Linked DNA regions of Mus musculus: region 2 is linked to region 1. A link is a contact called in public HiChIP or PLAC-seq data. All regions are on one chromosome and are shown on one strand. Each heading gives the region's core, a stretch centred on a gene start, on an enhancer-like site or on the middle of the called end of the contact. The rest is flanking DNA. Distances are from core to core; before and after follow the strand shown. Region 1 holds the start of B3gnt4 (UDP-GlcNAc:betaGal beta-1,3-N-acetylglucosaminyltransferase 4). Region 2 overlaps Wdr66 (WD repeat domain 66).

What was found. HiChIP or PLAC-seq counts read pairs in DNA pulled down with a chosen protein or histone mark.
Region 2: an H3K4me3 HiChIP or PLAC-seq map of bone marrow-derived macrophages shows a contact between it and region 1, with 4 times the contacts expected there. The contact joins the enhancer-like site here to the promoter of B3gnt4 in region 1. A contact is called at or near these places in 5 of 39 promoter capture datasets (the HPC-7 cell line, hippocampal neurons, liver and 2 more), 2 of 484 Hi-C or Micro-C datasets (bone marrow-derived macrophages and embryonic stem cells), 6 of 115 datasets of contacts at active chromatin or transcription factors (the 230-238 cell line, acute myeloid leukemia, bone marrow-derived macrophages and 1 more) and 2 of 9 other capture datasets (macrophages and pancreatic islet).

The regions. Positions count from the first base shown.
Region 1 is chr5:123,505,180-123,510,634 of GRCm38.p6, reverse strand. B3gnt4 (UDP-GlcNAc:betaGal beta-1,3-N-acetylglucosaminyltransferase 4) reads right to left here and starts at 2,153. Exons shown (of 2, transcript NM_001382854.1): 1 at 2,116-2,153; 2 at 1-71. The coding sequence starts at 61. It overlaps Lrrc43 (leucine rich repeat containing 43), which reads right to left. Exons shown (of 12, transcript NM_001033461.3): 12 at 2,430-2,594. The coding sequence ends at 2,467.
Region 2 is chr5:123,314,800-123,320,254 of GRCm38.p6, reverse strand. All of the region lies in intron 18 of Wdr66 (WD repeat domain 66), which reads right to left. Among named protein-coding and RNA genes, the nearest start is that of Bcl7a, 27 kb to the left of the region's middle. Within about 2 kb of position 1,989, at least 63 of the 459 cell types and tissues checked have an H3K27ac peak or open chromatin away from gene starts, as enhancers often do. A contact at or near this core is called in the HPC-7 cell line, bone marrow-derived macrophages, liver and 2 more, where this site is marked.

The DNA.
Region 1 (5,455 bases), core at 904-3,403:
GGCAGCTGAGCAGTAGTACCACAAGACTGCAGAACAGCACACAGCCCAACCTGGGCAACATAGTCGAAGCCCTGTGGGGAGAGAGCACCCGAGCTAGGCTCACACAGTCCCTGTTTCGGGAGCAAAGTGAGTTCCTTGCAACCCTTCAGCTAAGTCCTTGCCCAATTCTGGGACTTTTGGTTTTCATTTTTGATTAGGCCAGCCTAGCCTTGAACCAGTGACAAGTCTCTCACCTCAGCCTCTCCAAGAGCTGGGCACGAGCCACTCCGCAGAGGTGTTTCCTGGAGAAGAGACTTAAATCATCGGCCCTGCCAGCCCTTACCTGCCTCCTGCCACCTTCTTGGCAGGGCTCAACATTTTCCTCCCATGTGGCTTGTAGCTATCATACAGCTGAGACACAATGAACATTCTCAAGTTACCATATGGACTTTTAGGGGAAATAGAGCCATAGTCCTGTGTTGCATGCCTTATAAGCATGAAACCTGACATTCAATCCACAGCCAAAGTCAGCTTGGTCTCCAGCATGTCCTGTAGTTTCTGGGTAATATAGCCCCGGCAACATCAGAGTCCCAGGCCTCTTGGGAGAGGGAACTGCACGACAGGGTAACAGGCAGTGGTGGGTCACAGAGCATGAGGAATGTGGGGAGCAGGGGGTGCTCATAACTGGGAACCAAGGGGGAAAAAGTCTTCACTAGAGTAGTTTGCCCAAGGTCTGCAGTAACAAATCAGCCTTACTTTCCTTCCTGTCATTTGTCACTGCCTGTTCTGCCTAATAGTTTTCTGACACACACGCACACCCCACACACAAGGCAGGGTCTTTGACATATGCTTACTACTTTACCAAATAAACCTCATGCCCAAAAAACCTCAGACCTGCAGTGTGGCTGTCGATGATGTTAACCTGACCGACCTGCCTCACCTCCCCAGTGCTGGGCTCACAAGCGGGGCTTTATATGGTGCTGGGTAAATGCACACTATCCAAGCACTACAACCGAGCTATACCTGATAGCTCTCCTTGCCCTCTTCCCCTGGAGGCTGGAGTCACAGCCAGAGCCAGAGCCACACCTAATATAGGGAACAGAGGTACAGGTGTAGCAGCCAAATCCCAGAATGCACATTACCATCTCTCTCCCATCCTTAAGTTTAAAAAAAAAAAAAAAAAAAGTGTCACTTCGACCCTGTTGTCCCTAGAGATGTCTAGAGCATCTCTCCTACTAACTCCAGTATTAGCCAAGCAGCTAAGGACATCCTAGTAGGCATGATAGACCAGATGTTGCTAAGGATGAAGTGATTGAGGAAAGGCCACAAGACCCTGGGATAGCTATGCAAGTGCATGAAGCAAGGGGACAAAAAGTGACAGGCAGAGAGAACATCCACGCTCTGAGCTGAAGTAGGAGCCACGCAGATAAATCTCAAGACGAGGAGCGCATATGGCGCCTAGAATGCTGTTCATCAAGAGGAACCTGGAATGCCCTCCCTGCAAGGCTCAGGAGCAACACCTGAGGGTACAGTTGAGGATTAAATGGGCGCCCATGGTTTTAATGTGATTCTTGTTTGGCTGAAAGACCTGGAGGGGCGAAGGGGACTGAAGCTACAAGAAAGCTCTTAAGCTGCAAGGCTTAGTTAGGGTCACAGCAGCCTCGCGGGGATGGTGTGACCACAGAGTTGTAACTACTCGGGGTTTGCAGGTTTGGTAAGTCCGCTGCCATCCGGCCACTCGATGAGGGGGGCTCTGGTTTGTCCCGTAACCCGGTGTCCCGCACCCCACACCCACCCAAAGTCCCGGAAAAGCCCACTTCCCTACCCCAATCACTGTCCCGCGGGACCGGGTCCTCTCTCCGCGCCCTCGCCCTCGGGGTGTCGGCAGCCTCGGGCTCTGGGGAAAGGGCCCAGGTAGCTCCATCCTTTCAACCCGAATCTAGAGGGCTGCGGTGGTCGGAGCCCACAGCGCGGTGTGTCCGGGCAACCGCCGAGCCCAGACGTGCGACAGAGGGGCGGGCAACAGAAAGCCCTCCAGCAGAGGCACCGGCAGAACGCGGTTCCTTCCCGGCAACGGGATCCAGGCGCCACAGGCCGCGCGACCTCACCACCCCATCCCCGCCCTCAAAGACCTACCTAAGTACCCCTGGGGACCGCGCACCGACACAAAAGCCGGGCAGTATCTCGCCGGGAGCGCGAGGAACCCCCCGCTGGGCGGGTCTTCAGGGGCAGGGTCCCAAAGAGAGGGCGGAGCTCCAAAATGGAGCAACCGCGAGGCTCTTCAGGGAGGAGGGGCGGGGCTTCGCGTTGGGGGCGGAGCCATGGACTCCGCCCCACCTTGCAGTCTATCCAGGACGCACTTGTGGCTCGTTGGCAACTGCAACGCTCTCTTTCCCACGCCCGTTGGGCTGCCAGCGCCGTGCCCCTTCCCCTAGTGGCCACACAAACTCTCAAGCTCCGGCTGCAGAGCAGCCTTTATTCTCCCTGCTAGTCAATCAAGCTAAGGAATGCTTCCTCCACCGAGCGGTACTGGTGCAGCTGGATCTGGACCTCCACCGACAGTGGCTCTGGCTGGTACCCGCTTTCCATGGTTGGAGGCACCGTTTTCGACCTATCTGAGAAGATATAAATGCGAGCAGATGAGTACTAAGGGACAAACGGCCTGCAGGTCTCCCCGACTCGGGACGTACTCCTCCTTCATCCGGGAATTCAAGCCCTGTTCTCCAACCTAGAGGAATTCCGAAAGAGATCCAGCCCTAGTATGTTAATTGCAATCAAGAATACATTGATTCAATAAGCCCCAACTGTGTGAGTTGCGAAAGAAATTAGCTGCTTTCAAGATGACTAACAGATGGAACCTGAGGAGGCCACCTCCTGTAGCCAGGCAGGACCCCCAGTGGAAGCATAAGGACACCAGCCCACCCACAAAACTTTTGACCCCAAATCTGTCCTTTCTAAAAGAAATGGAGGGACAAAGATGGAGCAGAGACTGAAGGAATGGCCAACAACCAGCCAACTTGAGACTCATCCCATGGGCAAGCACCAATCCCTGACACCATCCCCTGAGGAGCTCTACACAGCAGCTGACTGAGCAGATGCAGATACCCACAGCCAGATATTGGACGGAGGTCGACGACTCCTGGGGAAGAGTTGGAAGAAGGATTGAAGCTTCCGCAGAAGGATTGAGGCTTCCGCTGGGGATAGGAACCCCACAGGAAGGCCAACAGCCTCACCTAACCTGGACCCCTGGGAGCTCTGAGTCTGAGCCACCAACCAACGAGCATACAGTGCATCTCAGTCACCATGTAGGTCCCCCCAACAAATGTAGCAGAGGCTCTCCCCTAAAGCTGTAGCCTGACTGTGGTACCAGTCCCCCCACAAGGTTCCCCCTAATCCTGCAGAGATTTGATGTGCGGGGGGGGGGGGGGTAATGCGTTTGGGATGGAAAGAGAGAGAGAGGGAAAGAGAGAAGAAAATTAAAGAAATCGGCTGCTTTTTTTTTGCCGCCAACTTGAGCTGAGTTCAATCCCCAGGACCCCCTTGTCCCTCTGACTTCCACATGCAAGCCACAGCCCACGTGTACACATAAACACACAAAATCATGTAAAAGTTAAGAAAAAGGGAAAAAAGACACTGAGGCTGTAGCTCAATTTCTGGAGGACTTTTTGTAACCCTAGGTTTGAGCCCCAGTGCTCTTTTCTTTTCTTTTCTTTTCTTTTCTTTTCATTGGTGGTGATCTGTTTTTGAGACAGGGTCGCTGAAGGCTTGGCTGTCCTGGAACTCACTAGGTAGTCCAGGCTGGCCTTTCTCCTCTTCCCTCCACCTCCCAGATGGTTTCTTTTTTGTTTTGTTTTTGTTTTTGTTTTTGCTTTTTGGTTGTTGTTTTGTTTTTCAAGACAGGGTTTCTCTGTGTAGCCCTGGCTGTCCTGGAACTCACTCTGTAGACCAAGCTGGCCTTGAACTTAGAAATTTGCCTGCCTCTGCCTCCCAAAATGCTAGGATGAAAGGCATGCGCCACCATGCCCGGCTGAGATGGTTTTTTAATAAGGAAAAAATCTTGAAGCCAGGAGTGACGGTGCACATCTGTAGTTAGAATATAGAGGTAGGAAGATCAGGAGTTTAAGGCCATCCTCAGTTACATAGCAAGTTCAAGGCCAGCCTAAGCTACATGAAACCTGGCCTTAAAAGAGAGAGGAAAGGCTGGTGAGACAGCAGGTAAAGGTGTTTGCTGCCAAGTCTATAACCCAGGTTCAAACCCTTTCCCTCCACCACAGTGGAAGGAGAAAAAGAGCTCCCGCAAGTTGTCCCCTGACTCCTACACATGCGCCTCACACAGCATATACACTTATACGCCCTAGTATAAAAAAGAAGCCAAAAAGGTGGGGGCACACACCTCCCACTACTTGGGAGGCAGAGGCAGGTGAATTTCTGAGTTTGAGGCTAGCCTGGTCTACAGAGTGAGTTCCAGGTCAGCCAGGGCTACACAGAGAAACCCTGTCTCAAAAAAACAAAAAAGAAGGAGAAGGAGGAGGAGGAGGAGGAGGAGGAGGAGGAGGAAGAGGAGGAGGAGGAGGAGAAGAAGAAGAAGAAGAAGAAGAAGAAGAAGAAGAAGAAGAAGAAGAAGAAGAAGAAGAAGAAGAAGAAGAAAGGAAGAAGGGGAGAAGGAGAAGAAAAAGAGGAAGAAAAAGAAAGAAGAAGAAAGAAGAAGAAGGAAGAAGAAAGAAAAAGAAGAAGAAGAAAAAGAAGAAGAAGAAGAAGAAGAAGAAGAAGAAGAAGAAGAAGAAGAAGAAGAAGAAGAAAAGGAGGAGAGGGAGGAGGAGAAGGAGAAGAAGAAGAAGAAGAAGAAGAAGAAGAAGAAGAAGAAGAAGAAAGGAGGAGAAGAAGGAGGCGAAGGAGAAGGAGAGGAACGAGAAGAAGGAGGAGGAGGAGAAGAAGAAGAAGAAAAGGAGGAGAGGGAGGAGGAGGAGAAGAAGAAGAAGAAGAAGAAGAAGAAGAAGAAGAAGAAGAAGAAGAAGAAGAAGAAGAAGAAGAAGAAGAAGAAGAAGAAGAAGAAGAAGAAGAAGAGAAAGAAAGAAAGAAAGACAGACAGACCAAAAACTTAGCACTTACTAAATGTGTCATAATATTCAAGAATATTCACAAACCCTATTTGAAATCCCTTAGAATACTCCCTTTGGGCTGGGGCTCAGGGCTGGAACACTTGCCAGCATGGGCTCATGGGATGATCCTTAGCAACTTTTAAAGAGAAGCTCCCCTCCTCAGCTTATGTGTGCAGCAACATAACCCCAGTTACACTGTAGCTGCAACCATCATTAAAAGACGAAATGTTTTCAAAGATCTTACCGGTTATCCGCACAGTCAGGTGTCACAGACATGTCCATACAGCCCACTATGGTGTGCCATCCAACTCTTTTCTTTTTTGGGGGACAGGGTCTGTCATTGGTACGAGACTCAATGAGTAGGCTAAGCTGGCTGG
Region 2 (5,455 bases), core at 740-3,239, 190 kb after region 1:
ATAAAATAAAAAAGTTCAATATATATAAATCAATTTTATTTCATACACTAAACACTACAAAGAATTATTAAGAAAATAATTCCATTTCATTGTTTGTTTGTTTACATATTTTATGAATATGAGTGCTCTATTTGCATGTATGCCTGTATGACAGAAGAGGGCATCAAACAGAAACGGGCATCAGATCCCATTACAGATGGTTGTGAGCCACCATGTGGTTTCTGGGAATTGAACTCAGGACCTCTGAAAGAGCAGTTAGTGCTCTTAACCACTGAGCCATCTCTTCAGCCCCATTTCATTTTTTAAAATGAGTATGTGTGTGCATGTGTGTGTGTGTGTGTGTACGTGCGTGCACATGCCAGTGTGTAGTGTATGTACAGGTACATGTATGCCCCAGGGAATATGAGAAAAACAGTGGAGATACCACGTGGATTCCACATTTACCTGTGGAGCCATTTCACCAACCCAATCATTTTTATTTCTAGTAGCATCAACTTCAAGAAAATTTTCGGAATAGTTTTTAACAAAAAAGCTTAAGCTCTAAAAACTATAAAATAGTGTGGAAGTTAGGAAAAACCTAAATTAATGGAAAGATTTTTTTTTTTTGCAGTTTTGTTTTTTGAAGATTTATTTATCATTATATCTAAGTACATTGTAGCTGTCTTCCAATGAACCAGAAGAGGGCATCAGATCTTATAAGAGATGGTTGTGAGCCACCATGTGGTTGCTGGGACCTCTGAAAGAGCAGTCAGTGCTCTTAACCACTGAGCCATCTCTCCAGCCCCCAGGAAAGAGTTTTCTAATTTGGAGCTTGGAAGACTTAACGGTGTTAAGGTGACTGCTCTCCAAACTGACTGACTGGTCCCCTGCCTAGCATGTCCCAGGCACTGAGTTCCACGCCCAGTGCCACCAGGAAACAACCAAATGAGATCCCTAACTCCAGCCGGCCTTTCTGTTATTGTAGAAACCAACAAGTTGATTCTGGAATTAATACTGCAAAATAGTAGAAAAAAGTGGAACTGTAGGGAAAAACAGATCAGAGTTTGAGGACCCCTCCCCCCAGTCTCAGTTCATCCCATGGTCATCAACAGTGCAGCTCTGGCATAATGGCAGACACATAGGGCACAGAAATGGGATTGAGAGCATGGAAAGAGGACTGGAGAGATGGCTCAGTGGTTAGGAGCACTGGCTGCTCTTGCAGAAGACCAGGGTTCTATTCCAGCATCCACATTCGGCAGCTCACAACCATCTGTCATTCCAGATTCAGGGGACCCAATGCCCTCTTCTGGCCTCTATGAACACACATACACTCACAAATAAAAAATTAGAATAAACTTTAAATATTTCTAATTACATTCATTTGTGTGTCTTACACACATACACACACACACACACACACACACACCTTTGTGCGTATTTGGAGGCCATGGGGATAACTTACTGGTGTTAAATATGGATCCTGGATATTGAATTTTGCTTATCAGATTTGCCAGCAAGCACCCTTGCCCACTGATCTATCTTGCCAGCCCCAGATATTTTGTTGTTCATAATTTTCACTTTTATTTATTTAATTATTTTATTTTTTTGAGACGGGAGGTCTCACTGAATATCCCTGGCTGGCCCAGAATTCACTCTGTAGTCCAGGTTGACCTGAAACTCACAGAGATCCACCTGCCTCTGCCTCCAGAGTACTAAGATTAAAGACGTGGGTTGTTACGTCTGACTTAGTTTAGATTTTTGCTGACCTAACCTGCAATCCAACTGCCTCAAGCAAGCAACTAATTTCCTTCTGAAGCTGCCAATTCAAAGGAGAAAATCAGCAGCGCCCCCCCCCCCCATTTCCTCCGGTGCCCCTCTCCTCAGACCCCGGGGACCTCACACTGAGTGGAAACAGTATCTGAATTTTCTGTTTCTCCCTACCTCACTGGCGGATACAGTTTTGTTACTCGAGCCTGTGTCTCTAAGCCAGCGGTTATTTACTTTCACTTTAAAGATACTTAACCACTAGATTGTTGAAAACCTGTTGCTTTCAAGCTGTTCCCAGCTGCAGTTAACAGCCTTGGGGGAGGGGAGCCATCATTTCCATTCTTTTGCATGCAGAATTCTGCAGCTTAGATACACTCAGTCAGGTTGGAGAAGAAAGGGAGGTGTGACCCGCTTCCCCTATGTGTGAAGGAAAACCTGCTGGCTGGATGCTGGCAGCCCCAGCTCTTGGGAAACAGCACTATTGGTTCCGAGGAAGTGTGACTGAAACTGTGGACACGCTGTATGTGAGGATACTGTTTTATAGTTAGCATGTACACTTGACACAATTGCATGATGGTGCATTAGATTATACATGAATTTTATACATATTAAAAACCACTATCATATTAACATGCTATGCTATATAATTTTAATACTACAAGGCATGCCATGTATGTGCACTCTGTATGTTCTTGGTGCCAGAGGGAACCAGAAAGGGGTGTTAGGTCCCCTAGAACTGTAGTTACTAATGGCTGTGAATCGCCCTGTGGGTGCTGGGAACTGAACCTGGGTCTTCTTTTACTGCAAGCTCCTAACCTCTCATACTGGGGCTGGTGAGATAATCATTGGCTAAGAGCACTGGCTGCTCTTGCAGAGGACCCAGGTTTGATTCCAACCACCCACATGGCGGCTCACAACTCCAGTTATTGGGGATCTGATTCCCTTTTCCCGCCCTCTGTGGACACCAGAAACACAGGAAGTATACAAATACACATGCCAGGCAGTGGTGGCACACACATGCCATTGATCTCAGCACTTGGGAAGCAGAGGCAGGCGGATTTCTGAATTCGAGGCCAGCCTGGCCTACAGAGTGAGTTCCAGGACAGCCAGGACTACACAGAGAAACCCTGCCTCAAAAAACCAAAATAAAACAAAACACACATGCGTGTAAGACACTCATATACACACTTTTAAAAAATGATAAAATGTTAACTCAATGTTTAACAGTTAAGATATATACACACCACTACTTGGTAATAGATCTTCAAATTCTTTTTTCTTTGTGTAGTCCTGGATGTACTAGAACTCGCTCTGCTGGCCTCAAACTCAGAGATCCCCCTGCCTCTGCCTTCCGTGCTGGGGTTAGAGGTGTGTGCAAGCATCTGGCCTGTCTTCAAATTCTAACACTGCCATTGTCTGTGTATGGGATCTGTGGTGCATCACGTAATATTCCTTATGGTCAATGTTCTTGAGAGAGGGGGCATAGTATGTATATGTACTGGGGCAGTTTTTACTTTTTTTATTTTTATTTTTTTGGTTTTTTGAGACAGGGTTTCTCTGTGTAGCCCTGGCTGTTCTGGAACTCACTCTGTAGACCACGCTGGCCTCGAACTCAGAAATCTGCCTGCCTCTGCCTCCCAAGTGCTGGGACTAAAGGCGTGCGCCATCACTGCCCCGCAGTTTTTGCTTTGTTTAGTCTGGCTTTTATTTTCGTGAACTGTTGTTTGAGGCAGATCTCACATAGCCTGTACTGACCTCAGACTTGCTATGCAGTTGAGGATGTCCGCGAACCTCTGATCTCATTGACATATGTTGGCGTGCTTGGTTTATGTGGGGCTGGGGATCGAACCCAGGCCTTCCTGCATGCTGGGTAAGCACTCTGCCGTCTCAGCTACATCCCTAGCCTGCACTAGGTTCTTTTAAAGCACACAAGTGCCTGCCCAGAGTAGGGACTCAACCGACAGTAATTATACTGCGATTGTTTTTTCTCTATGTGCTTTCTAATTAGAATTTGTGTAATTACAATATAAATTATAATTCTATGCTAATGACATACGATCAACTTTATAAGTAATAAGTATATAAATTACAATACATATACATTACCGACATAATGTATGATTTAACTCAATTCCTCAGTAGGGGCCTATGATGACAAAGGGAATTGACATGTCTGCATTATTCATACCCAGAGAGTCCCAAGATCTCAGTGAGCGTTCTCAGCACAAACCTAGGATCCCTGCTTGGGCTGGAGAGATGGCTCAGCGGGTAAAGGGGCTTGTGGCACACGCCTGGCTCCTTCAGTTCAATCCCCGGTGAGACGCTGCCTCCTGAGAGCCTTCCCCTGACCTCCACACACACATATCGCACGACACACACAAGATAATAATGCTAAGTGAGAAGTCAGCAGCTTGGTATCCCTGGCAACTCCTGGCTGAGCCTATTTGTAGGCATGACAGAGACAGATTCTGCAGCATGTCTAACTGTGGGGATGGATGTGGTCCTCCCGGTGCCTTCTGAATGCCCCGGTGTGAAGGTGACTCTAGAGAGGCCAGGATGCTCAGCCTGGAATGTTCTGCTTGTCTGCAGCCGGGCTAAGTACAGTATCCGCTGAGGCTATGGTCCATTTTATCCACCTGAAGAGTTTTCATAGTTCTGAGGGCAGCTTCTTGCGCCCAGAGATCCCGCTTTTATTAGTTGGGGGGGGGGCATGCTATTTAAAAGTTCCCCAGGTGATTTCATGTGTGGCTGGGGTTGAGAAGCCTGGCTTTTAAGGCCACAGTTCTCAAACTGCTCAGGCTGGGGGTGTGTGTGTGTGGGGGGGAACGGCCCTGAGGGCTTGTTAACAGGGGGGATTCCAACTCAGTGAGTCTGGGGTTGGGAGGGTAGACTATGCTTAGTTTACAATTCCCCAGGAGGCTCTACACTTAGAACCAGTGTTTCTTGACTGGGGGGCGAGGGTGGAGGGAGGCGGGGGGGGGGGGTGGGGAGGCTCACAGAGGTGACATTCATGCAGAAAAGAGTTAGCTCCTAGCCTGTGGCTTTCTACAGAGCAAGGGCAGGTGGCAGCTGCAGGCCAGCAGATGAGCCAGTTGTTTGGGTTTGCATCTGTTCCCCTGGGAAGCAGCAGGGCGGCCGCTCTCAGCTCTGCTGCCTCCCCTCAGCCTCCGCAGCCTGGTGTAGACAGAGCCTGACCTCAGAGTTCCTCAGAGAGACATGAATGAGGCGTGAGTGAAAGGAGGAAGGCAGACAGCGATGGGAGAAGAATTCATCTTAAAATTCACAAAAGCGGGACTGAAGAGGTCGCTCAGTTAGCAGTGTGTGCTGCTCTTATAGGGGACCCAAGGTCAGTTTCTAGGACCATGTGGGGCATCTCACAACTGTCAGTGACCCCAGCTATTCAAAGCACTTAACACCCTCTTTTGGCTTCTGAGGGTGTGTGTGTGTGCGCACACACACACACACACACTTAAAAATCAGTTGGACTTGGTGGCACAGGCCTTTAATCCCAGCACCTAGAAGGCAGAGGCAGGAGGATCTCTGTGAGTTTCTGGCCAGCCTGATCTACAGAGTGAGTTTCAGGATAGCTAGAGATAATTAGTAAGATACCATGTCCAAAAGAGAGAGAAAGAGAAAGAGGGAGAGAGAGAGAGAGAGAGAGAAAGAAAAGAGAGAGAGAGAGAGAGAAAGGAAGGAAGGAAGAAAGGAA